2 separate regions of the Pan troglodytes genome follow, and region 2 is linked to region 1. The links are chromatin contacts, called in public HiChIP or PLAC-seq maps. All regions are on one chromosome and are shown on one strand. Each heading gives the region's core, a stretch centred on a gene start, on an enhancer-like site or on the middle of the called end of the contact. The rest is flanking DNA. Distances are from core to core; before and after follow the strand shown.

Region 1 (4,601 bases), core at 1,220-3,719:
GGAAGTTAAAAGGCAATATAAGATCTTATCTCTGTCTCTAAAGAACTTGCAATTGTTAAATACATGCACACTTAAAATTGTTAGGCAAATAACAATATATGACTGTAAGTGATTAAAAACCATGTAAATGGAATAAAAAACATGACACAGCAGGTCAGAAGAGCTCTACTCAGAGGGACTGGTGAAAGATTTATAGCAGAGGTGGGATGGGATACAAGTTGAGCACTGAAGAACATTATGATTTAAGTAAGTGGAGAAGTAGAGTAATACTGCAGGTAATTACACAAAGGTGGGATTAAGCCACATACATTCAAGGGCCTGTAAAGAAACCTATCTGCCAGCAATAGAGAAACCTTTTTAATAAAACTTGTGTTGGGACATGTTAGTGGGTACTGTGTATTTCCCTAGCCTCTTATTTGTATATGGAGAGAATCTGCTAGAGTATCAGTCCTGGCCTCTCTACCCACTCTTTCTCACTTTAAGAGTAGATTTTTTAAAAGGAATTGACAAGGAACTAGAGAAAGCTGCTTCTTTCAGACTACTGGTCAGCATAAGGGGAATACTTTTCAGGGGCCTACACCTGCAGGAGAATTCTGAGGCTGCCCAGCTATGCCAGCGACTAGGTGGATATGCAGGGCTAATGCTGAGTTGAATTATTAGCAGACCTGCATGGGGACAGGTCTAAAGTCACATTCTCCCATCAGCTTCACTGTAACTGTACAGGTTCAGGAGGACAGGGGTTAATTAGTTGTCGACTTCAAACATGTTTTGAAAATAACACCCAAAACATAATTTTGAGCCAGGTCACAAGGCTTTGGTGGTCAAGCTAAACATGTGATTTTATCAGTATGGAAACACTGAGGATTTCTAAGCAGGAGAATAATAAAATAAAAGTGTGTTTGGGGATAATAAATCTGGTACCATTTTACTGGATGAAACTACATAATTTTTAAATTAACAGAAAGGTGAAATTGGAAAAACAAATACCCCCTATTATTTTATTACTTGTTCTTTTTCTTTTAAAAATTAATTTGATCCTTCAAGAAGAGAAATCAAAAGGGGAGATTTGATGGTCAAGGTGTATACAGCCATTAACTTGAAAAAGAAAACAATCTACAAGTATATAAACTGAATAACACCACCAAATCTAGATAAAGTTTTAAAAAGTTGTTACTGGTGTTTCACTTATTAAGTACTTATATAGTGCTTTCTGTATGTTGAATGGCTTACAAATATTCATTAATTTAATCCTGTAACAACCGTATAAGTAAGTATGGACTATTAATATCCCCATTTTTCAGGTGAGGAAACTAAGGCATAATAAGATCAAGCAACTTGTCCCAAATCACAAGGTTGATAAGTGACAGAATCAGGATTTAAACTGAGTCTGATTTTGAGTTCATGCGCCTAACCAATATGCTGCCTCTCCATGCTATTGTTTCCCTAAAAGGGCACTAAATAATATTTCCATGCTATTGTTTCTTTTTCTCACCTTTTGGGAGGATGAAGGGGACAGAGTAGGAAGATAAAATTAAGCAAGAGAAGCTGAAAAAGGTTAACTCTTCAAACTTATACCTTCAAATTTTTTCTTGGCTGTTTTTAGATGATTATGAATTATTGCTCTCTAGCAGAAGAGTGCAATTCTGTTAAAGTACCGTAGAGACTAGTTTTTGAGATTCTTACAAAACCCACATCTCCATTCACTGTCTATTCACTGCTTGGAACCGTACTTGTACAAGGCAGTAATGTCTCAAGCAGAAGTAAGCAGAGGACTATCTTGATCTCGCCTGAAAAATACACGCAAAATGTGAGTAGCTCTGCTTTGAGCAAGAACCTATTCAAACTTTCGAAGAATCTGAAATATTAGGAATCTGCATCTTTTCAAAATAAAGATGCATTCTGGGCCCAAGGCTAAGTGTAAACGTGACTGTGCTTAAATCTTTATCACTATGGACCCCTAGATCTTATCCATCGCCCACAAATTGTCTTGCATGGTTACCGTGAGGATTAAATAAATTTATCCCCCAAAGGGGATTTACCTAGACAGCAAAACTAGTGGAGCGCTTATTAGGGATCTCCGGCCTGAGAGGGGCGGAGTTACTGTCTGGCTCTCAGTTCCAGAATGGCTTTGGCTGGGGGATTGAGATAGTGCAACTTGTTTAAACAAACAAAACCGATGCTGCCTGAGGCTGGCAGTTGTGCACACCGGTCCCCCTCGGTGAGGGTGGCGCGCGTCCTCAGCTCTCCCACTGAGGAAGAAAGAAAGAGAGCTGCCTGGGAGTTCTGCCTGGGTTAGGGGCCTGGACGGCGCCCTGCTTCTCTCGCGCCTCCTGACCTTAGGGTGAGTGCCCATCCAGGCGTCCTCAGGGGCCCACGAAGGCGCTCCACCGCCGTCGCCAAAGCCGCGAACACCGCCCGGACCCAGGCCGCTGCAGCCCGGGGTCGGCTCGGAATCGCCGCGCTCCTCCATGCCGGCCGGTGCGGCGCTCCCGTGGTGCACCACGACCCGCTCCCGGCCAGAAGCAGCGGCGCGCGCGCCTGTGGGTTCCGCTTCCCCGAGGCTCGCAGCTGCAGTGCGAGAGGGCTCAGAAACTGGGAGGAAAGTTGCATCAGCCCCTCCTTCTGACCAAGGTAGCTAGAACCTGCGCGAACGCTCTGTAGTTTCGCTCTGCGTTTATTCAAATCTGAGCAAATTCTAACGTGAAAAATATTAAAGAGTAGCCTGCGCCCTGAAGCTCTTAATCCTCTTTAAGTCAGTGCTGCCGGTAACTCTCTGAGAAAGTTGGGGGATACATACGTCCTCTTTGCCTTCAGCAGTGGGGTCCTGGTTTCTGATTGCTGGGGACGGGAAAGGCCTTACTCAGTGCCCTGACATAGAACTTTAAAGTAGAACCATACTTTCAGGGTGGACCCACGTTTCAGGATTAGAGGAAACACGAGTTGCTGAACGAGTGTTCAGAAAGGTAGGATACAAACTAGCATAAGCATGTGATCTGGAAGCCAAGGATGAGGAGTTTCAGACAGGCAGAGTAGCACATTTTAAGTATTTTTTAATTTACTGTGAGTGAAATGGGAAGCTATTGGAGGCTCCTGGACGTTTTCATAGGATCACTCTGACTGATATGTTGAGGATAGACTGGAGGGAGCAAGGACACAAACAGAGACTGGTTAGGAGGCTATCGCATTGACCAGGACAAGGGTGACTCAAAATCCAAAGTCCCAGGCAGGACATAACTTCTGTTTTCAACCATGATAGACTAAGACCCTAGTGGACCATCCCCCAGCAGAAAACAATTTGGACACAATGCAAAAAGCTGAATATACTGGAATGTGAACAGTGGACTGGTAGGAAGGGCAAGCCTGCTTGAAGATCAGGAACTACACTTGGACACAATACAAAAAGCTGAATATACTGGAATGTGAACAGACTGGTAGGAAGGGCAAGCTTGCTTGAAGATCAAGAACTCCACAAGAAAATTCTCCTCTCTTTGGCATTTAGCTTGGGGCAAAGTGCAGTCCAGAAGTCAGGCTCAGCAGTACCAGGGATACATGTATAAAACTTATCAGTTATTCTTATCTGGGGAAGCAGAAAAGTGAAGACAGAAAATTTTGAATTCTGAAGAGATTAAGAAATCCCAAGGAAGGAGTCAGAGAGTGGATCCCCAAACTGTCAACCCACATCTCTGAGAGATCCTGAACCACCCAAAACAGAATCACAGCAGCTCAGTTAAAAACAAAAGATCTGAACTGAGACCAGAGCTGTCTCCAAAAGGGAGAGAGTTTTCAGTTAAAATCTAGCCGGGAAAATTACCTACTAATACAAAGGAAATAACACTCATCAGAGAAGAATAATAGAATCCAGACTCTCCACTTAACACTCACAAAGTCCAGAATACTATCCAAAACTATCTGACATATGAAATTCAAGGAAATGGATCGCATACTCTAGAGATCAACCCTGAGATGAATCAGATATTGAAACTGACAGATAAGGATTTTAAAGTGACTATTATAACTATCCTCAATGAAGTAAAACATGTTTTCAATGAATGAAAATCTCAGGAGACAAATAGAAAATCTCAGCAAAGAAAAAGAAAAAAAGATTTTTAAAACCAAATGGAAATTCTGAAAATTGAAAATTATAATTTTAGAAATAAAAAATTCACTGGGTGAATTTAACAGCCAAAAAAAAATTACAAAAGAAAAAGTAGGGAACTTGAAGATAGAGCAATAGAAATTATTAAAAGTAGACAACAAAGAGAAAAATTATCTTTAAAAAGTGAGTAGACCCACAGAGATTTGCTACATGTCAGACAATCCAACATGCATGTAAACAACAGAAGTAGAAAAAAAAAGGGACAGAAAAAATTTTTGAAGAAAGAGTGGTGGCCAGAATTTCCCCAAATTTGATGAAAAACACATTTACTAGTACAAAATGCTAAATACACAGCAACTAAAATAAACACAAAGAAGTCTACATTGTAATAAAACTATTGAAAGTCAAAAAAATAAAGAGAAAAGCTTGAATGCATCAAAAGAAATAACACATCATACACAGGGAAAAGAAGGGCATCTATTATTGAATGAAATGTAAAGCCACA
Region 2 (4,389 bases), core at 690-3,189, 400 kb after region 1:
TCCTCAGCTTAAGTTTTAGGAGTCATTTTTAATTCTAAACATTTGCTGCTGTTTCCCCTAGGATAATGAGGAATATCAACATGGAGGAATTCTAAGAGAAAGTCTGTGGTGTTAGCAAATTAAGGGTGGCCCTACAGAAAGCTCTCTGCTGTTAAGACTGTGCTGCCACCTTGTGGCCATCTTGTTTATGACCCCCGAGCTCGAAGATCCACCCTCTGCTTTTTTGTCTCCTTTTGGTCTCAACTCCAGTGCTTTTCTTATCTCATCTTTCCCATCTAACTCCTTAGTGAGCTCCATGAAATCTACTTAATCTTCTGATCTTTACTTGAAGCTTGCTTTCTAAATTCAGTTCCTTTTATCACGTAGTTTGTTACTGCTACATGAATTTGAGCATTGTTGTTCAGTGTCAACCAAACTGCTACTAAAGTGATGAATTATATAATTACTTGGGTACGGTAGGTTCAAATAAAACTTTAACATTTTAGCAATAACTTATAAATATTTTACTTCCTGCCACCCAAAGAGAAAGTTGCCTTATAAGCAGTAACTAGCAACACACAAGCCATCTTGGATATACCCCAAACTGGGTTGTCAGAACATAGATTAATAATTTTTGGAGTGCCAAACTGAGTAAATGTCTCTTAAAAATTTAGATCATTGCAGGAGAGTTTAGTCTTTGTAAATCTTCTTCATTATAATCTCATAATATCTTTATATAAATAATATACATCATAACTCATCTGAATGAAGATGAAACATGGCAGATTAACAAAGGAAGACAGAAAAGAGAAGAAAGGAGTCTGTTGGGGAAGCTAGACATTTCTTCCAAGCATCTCCTTTCTAATACACGTCAATTTCACTGTGAACAGGAACCATGGTAAAGGCCTTTCGTTTCCTCCTGATGAAGTTTAGTCTTAAAAGTCATTCTGTGCAACCTAAATGGAATGTTGCCAACTTAACATTCCTTGGAGTCTTCCTACATCTAACAGACAACTACCTTTAAAGAATAATGACTAATTGGGGTTGCCTATCCCTAAAATCACCCTAAAATGCAATTGATAAATGTGCTAGTGGACAAAGGCTCATTTTTCCTGTTTCTTTAGGCTTAACCTTCCATAGGTATATCATTTGCTGAGCATCTAATCCACCATGGAAGGTGCACAGTGCACATGGGATGCTGGTGCAGATTTGGGGACTATATTTTTTGTCTTTTCCTCCCCTCACTGGAACCTGTCAGACAGCTAATACTTTCTTACAGAACTGAGCAGGCCCTCAGAACTTGATTCTTCAGCTAGCGGGAGAAAAACCCCAACATGTTCTCTTCAACAGTCAGCTATTATCCTTTTACCCAGCTTTTGATAAGTAATATTTTTAAGTAATGTTTGCAATAGATTGTCATTTATTAGGATTAAATAAAAGATGAGCTATGAGGATTGACTTTCAGTTCCATATTTACAAGTTCATTCAGTTAGAAGATGCAAGCAATGAGAAAAAAGGGATGACCCATGGCAAACTGTGGGGAAGGGACAGGATGCAGCAGTGACCATGTGCCAGAGCAAGCACCAAGGAAGATGAAACTGAAAATAACCAGCTGAGGAGTTCATGAATACACCTGAGGCCCTTAGGAGACAAAAACATCTCGTCTAGTAGGAGCACTCTGGATGAGAAAGGATGTGTGCTGTGGTGCAGACTGGAAGTCTGACAGTGGAAACAGGCGTGGCGAAGCTTCGAGAAGACAGAAGGTGCCCTCTGGGTGCTCAGTATCCCTGAGTTATTTTTAGAGTATGTCTGCTTACAGCCAATAGTTATTACTGGAATGTACACAATAGCGATCCCCACTCACTCCTTCAGGTGGCCTGGGAAAGAGGAATGAGGGAATAATCCAGAGTGATTGACAGTGAATTGTGACTATCAATGTGCCTTGTGTCTAGGAGATGATGTGGGGGTCAAGGGAGACTAAGGAAAAGAATGGAGAAGGACAAGTGGCTCTTCCGTTAGCCACAGAGAAGGGGCTACAACCGATCCTGGAACAAATCTTGTCTTAAACTGGAGGGAACCACATACATACCAATAGCAAGAGTCTTCCAGGCAATTTCTAAGAGGAGGGAAACCGCTAACACATAGCCTAGGTTTAGACAGAATCAAAAACACCCCCTTCAGGGACTATGGGCCTCTTGGAGGAAGTCAACTCTCTGCTCCCTCTCACAGAGGGCAAGCCTCCCAAGGAGAAGCCGTGGCACCCACGCAGGCAACAGAACCGCCAGGCCTGGCACCTACTCCAGACCAGGAGGAAGGTGCTGAGGAGCAGGCCCTCAGAACTTGATTCTTCAGCTAGCAGGAGAAAAACTGCAACATGTTCTCTTCAACAGTCAGCTATTATCCTTTTACCCAGACTGGAATATGCAGTCCTGTATATTTTCATCTTTGGAACAGGTGGCTTGATATGCAAATAAAGTAATAAGTGTCAGAGCTGTATCCTAGCAGTAGCTACTTTGCAAACGTTACCATGGCACCCATTCAACAGTGTTCTTAGAGGTAGCCACACCTCAGCAAGGGCTTTCTAACTTGGAACAGCAAAGTTCAAATGAACGAATAGACACAAACTGTGAAAGAGTCCTGAACCCATTACAAGGTGAATCTTTACAGCACAATTGCCCTCTGAAGCTACTTGAAACAGGGCATGGGACTTAAAGGAGAAAAAAAAGGAAATGGATCATCTCTTCTAATACCTGGAATGTGATCCAAGCCTGGAGACAAATTGATGGTAATTATAACTGCTAACATTTGTTTTTAGCTGCTAACAGATTGTGCACAGATTGTGAAGGGCAAACTCCATTCTCCAATTACTCCAGTGCAAACTGTGCTTTAACAGTACTCACTAAATCCTAGTTGAGTGAAATGAGAGCAGATTGTCCTTATGGTGTGGTTCATTTATGTTAAACTATGGAAAGCTGTCCTCCCACGGTCCCAGTCCAGGGGCCACTCACAGCCAGATGCAGAGAGCCCTCCAGCACGCTGGGCTCTACACATCTCTGTTCTTACTGCCAGCAAATCTGCTCTACAGAGTATAACATGTATTTCCCAAGCACAGACAAAGCAAAAGGAAAAGGGCTAGGCAGGAAGTAGGGACACCAGCTGCTGGGGAAACAAGTCTTAAGCAACCTGGCTTGTGAGCCAATCAAGGTTGCTAAAGTAGGTCCTGGGCCTAAACAGGGTACATTTCCACCTGGTTGGGGAGAATAAAATGACAGATACCAAAAGTTAACAAGATAATCTGTGGTCGATAACAAATTGATACAATAAACCATGAATTCTCTAAGAGTTCAAAGAGGGCAACAGTTCTTTCCTGCTTCCTCTTCAGATGAGGGTGATCAAAGAACAAGCCCAGAAAGACTCTGAAAAAGTGAAAACTTCACCAATAGGAAACTATAGTTGGTTGACACTGAAAAGTTGTCAGCAAGAATGAGACTACAGAGCTCCCTCCACTATGTGTCAAAGCCACAGTCCTCTCCATCTCCTTAAAGACAGTAATGATGTATCATTTCTGGCTAAAACAGCCACAGAAGATGGGGGTGCAAAGGAAGGCGTGCTTAGAAAAGCAATAGGGAGTTTCCATTTTGCTACCTTTATCTAAAAACACACAAAGACTTTTGTTTCCCAAAAGGGTAATTATGGGACCATTATATATAGTTAACTCCACATACACATCACCTTAAGAAATAGTAATAAAGACAGAAAAGTGCCTTTTGGTTCTGTTTCCATAACATTTAGCCAAATCAATCTGTAAATTGTCTATGGGTGAGTTGAAATTGTAATCTGAGCAGTAACCTGGATGTCCGGTGTACCACCCATAAGTCGACCACATCAAGGGCACAATATTAAAAAGCATGAGAGTTTGGGCTTGGTTTTGGCAAGTTCTGATGGAGAGATCCATCCAGCCTGATGAAGGCTAAGCAAGGAGGAGGTCCAGAGAGGACACAATGCTCGGGAGTAAGCAGGAAATGGCGTCAGGTTCCAAGAGATCGTCCACTGCCAAGGGTTAAATCCAGCTCTCTAGAAGGAAAGCTATGACAAGGTCTAGGAAGCCTCAAGGCAGGAATTCAGTTACATCAGGAAAATATAGTACTAAGGAAAAAACAAAGCTAATGTCCAATCCTATGGATTAAGATGACATAGCAGAGGCTAGGAGAAATCTAGAATCTGGTGGGTATGTGGTGCCAGAGTTACTGCAGGATATTAGCCACTAAGATAATGGTGACATGAATAAAGCTACATTCCACCTACAGCTGGATTGAAGCTTTTAACATATTTTCTGCCCAGGATAGGATTAGCATAGGAACTCTGCAGGTTTCAGGCTAGAGATCAAGCTGTATCAAATACAGCAATGAA

What was found. HiChIP or PLAC-seq counts read pairs in DNA pulled down with a chosen protein or histone mark.
Region 2: a contact with region 1 is called in an H3K4me3 HiChIP or PLAC-seq map of stem cell-derived excitatory neurons, with 9 times the contacts expected there. The contact joins the promoter of APOBEC4 here to the promoter of TSEN15 in region 1. A contact is called at or near these places in 2 of 7 Hi-C or Micro-C datasets (blood and stem cell-derived neural progenitor cells) and 1 of 1 datasets of contacts at active chromatin or transcription factors (stem cell-derived excitatory neurons).

The regions. Positions count from the first base shown.
Region 1 is chr1:65,042,713-65,047,313 of NHGRI_mPanTro3-v2.0_pri, forward strand. It overlaps TSEN15 (tRNA splicing endonuclease subunit 15), which reads right to left and starts at 2,470. Exons shown (of 5, transcript XM_016934015.3): 1 at 2,336-2,470. The coding sequence starts at 2,470. COLGALT2 (collagen beta(1-O)galactosyltransferase 2) reads left to right here and starts at 2,479. Exons shown (of 12, transcript XM_063810626.1): 1 at 2,479-2,631.
Region 2 is chr1:65,439,805-65,444,193 of NHGRI_mPanTro3-v2.0_pri, forward strand. APOBEC4 (apolipoprotein B mRNA editing enzyme catalytic polypeptide like 4) reads left to right here and starts at 1,940. Exons shown (of 2, transcript XM_001163612.8): 1 at 1,940-2,764. All of the region lies in intron 1 of RGL1 (ral guanine nucleotide dissociation stimulator like 1), which reads right to left.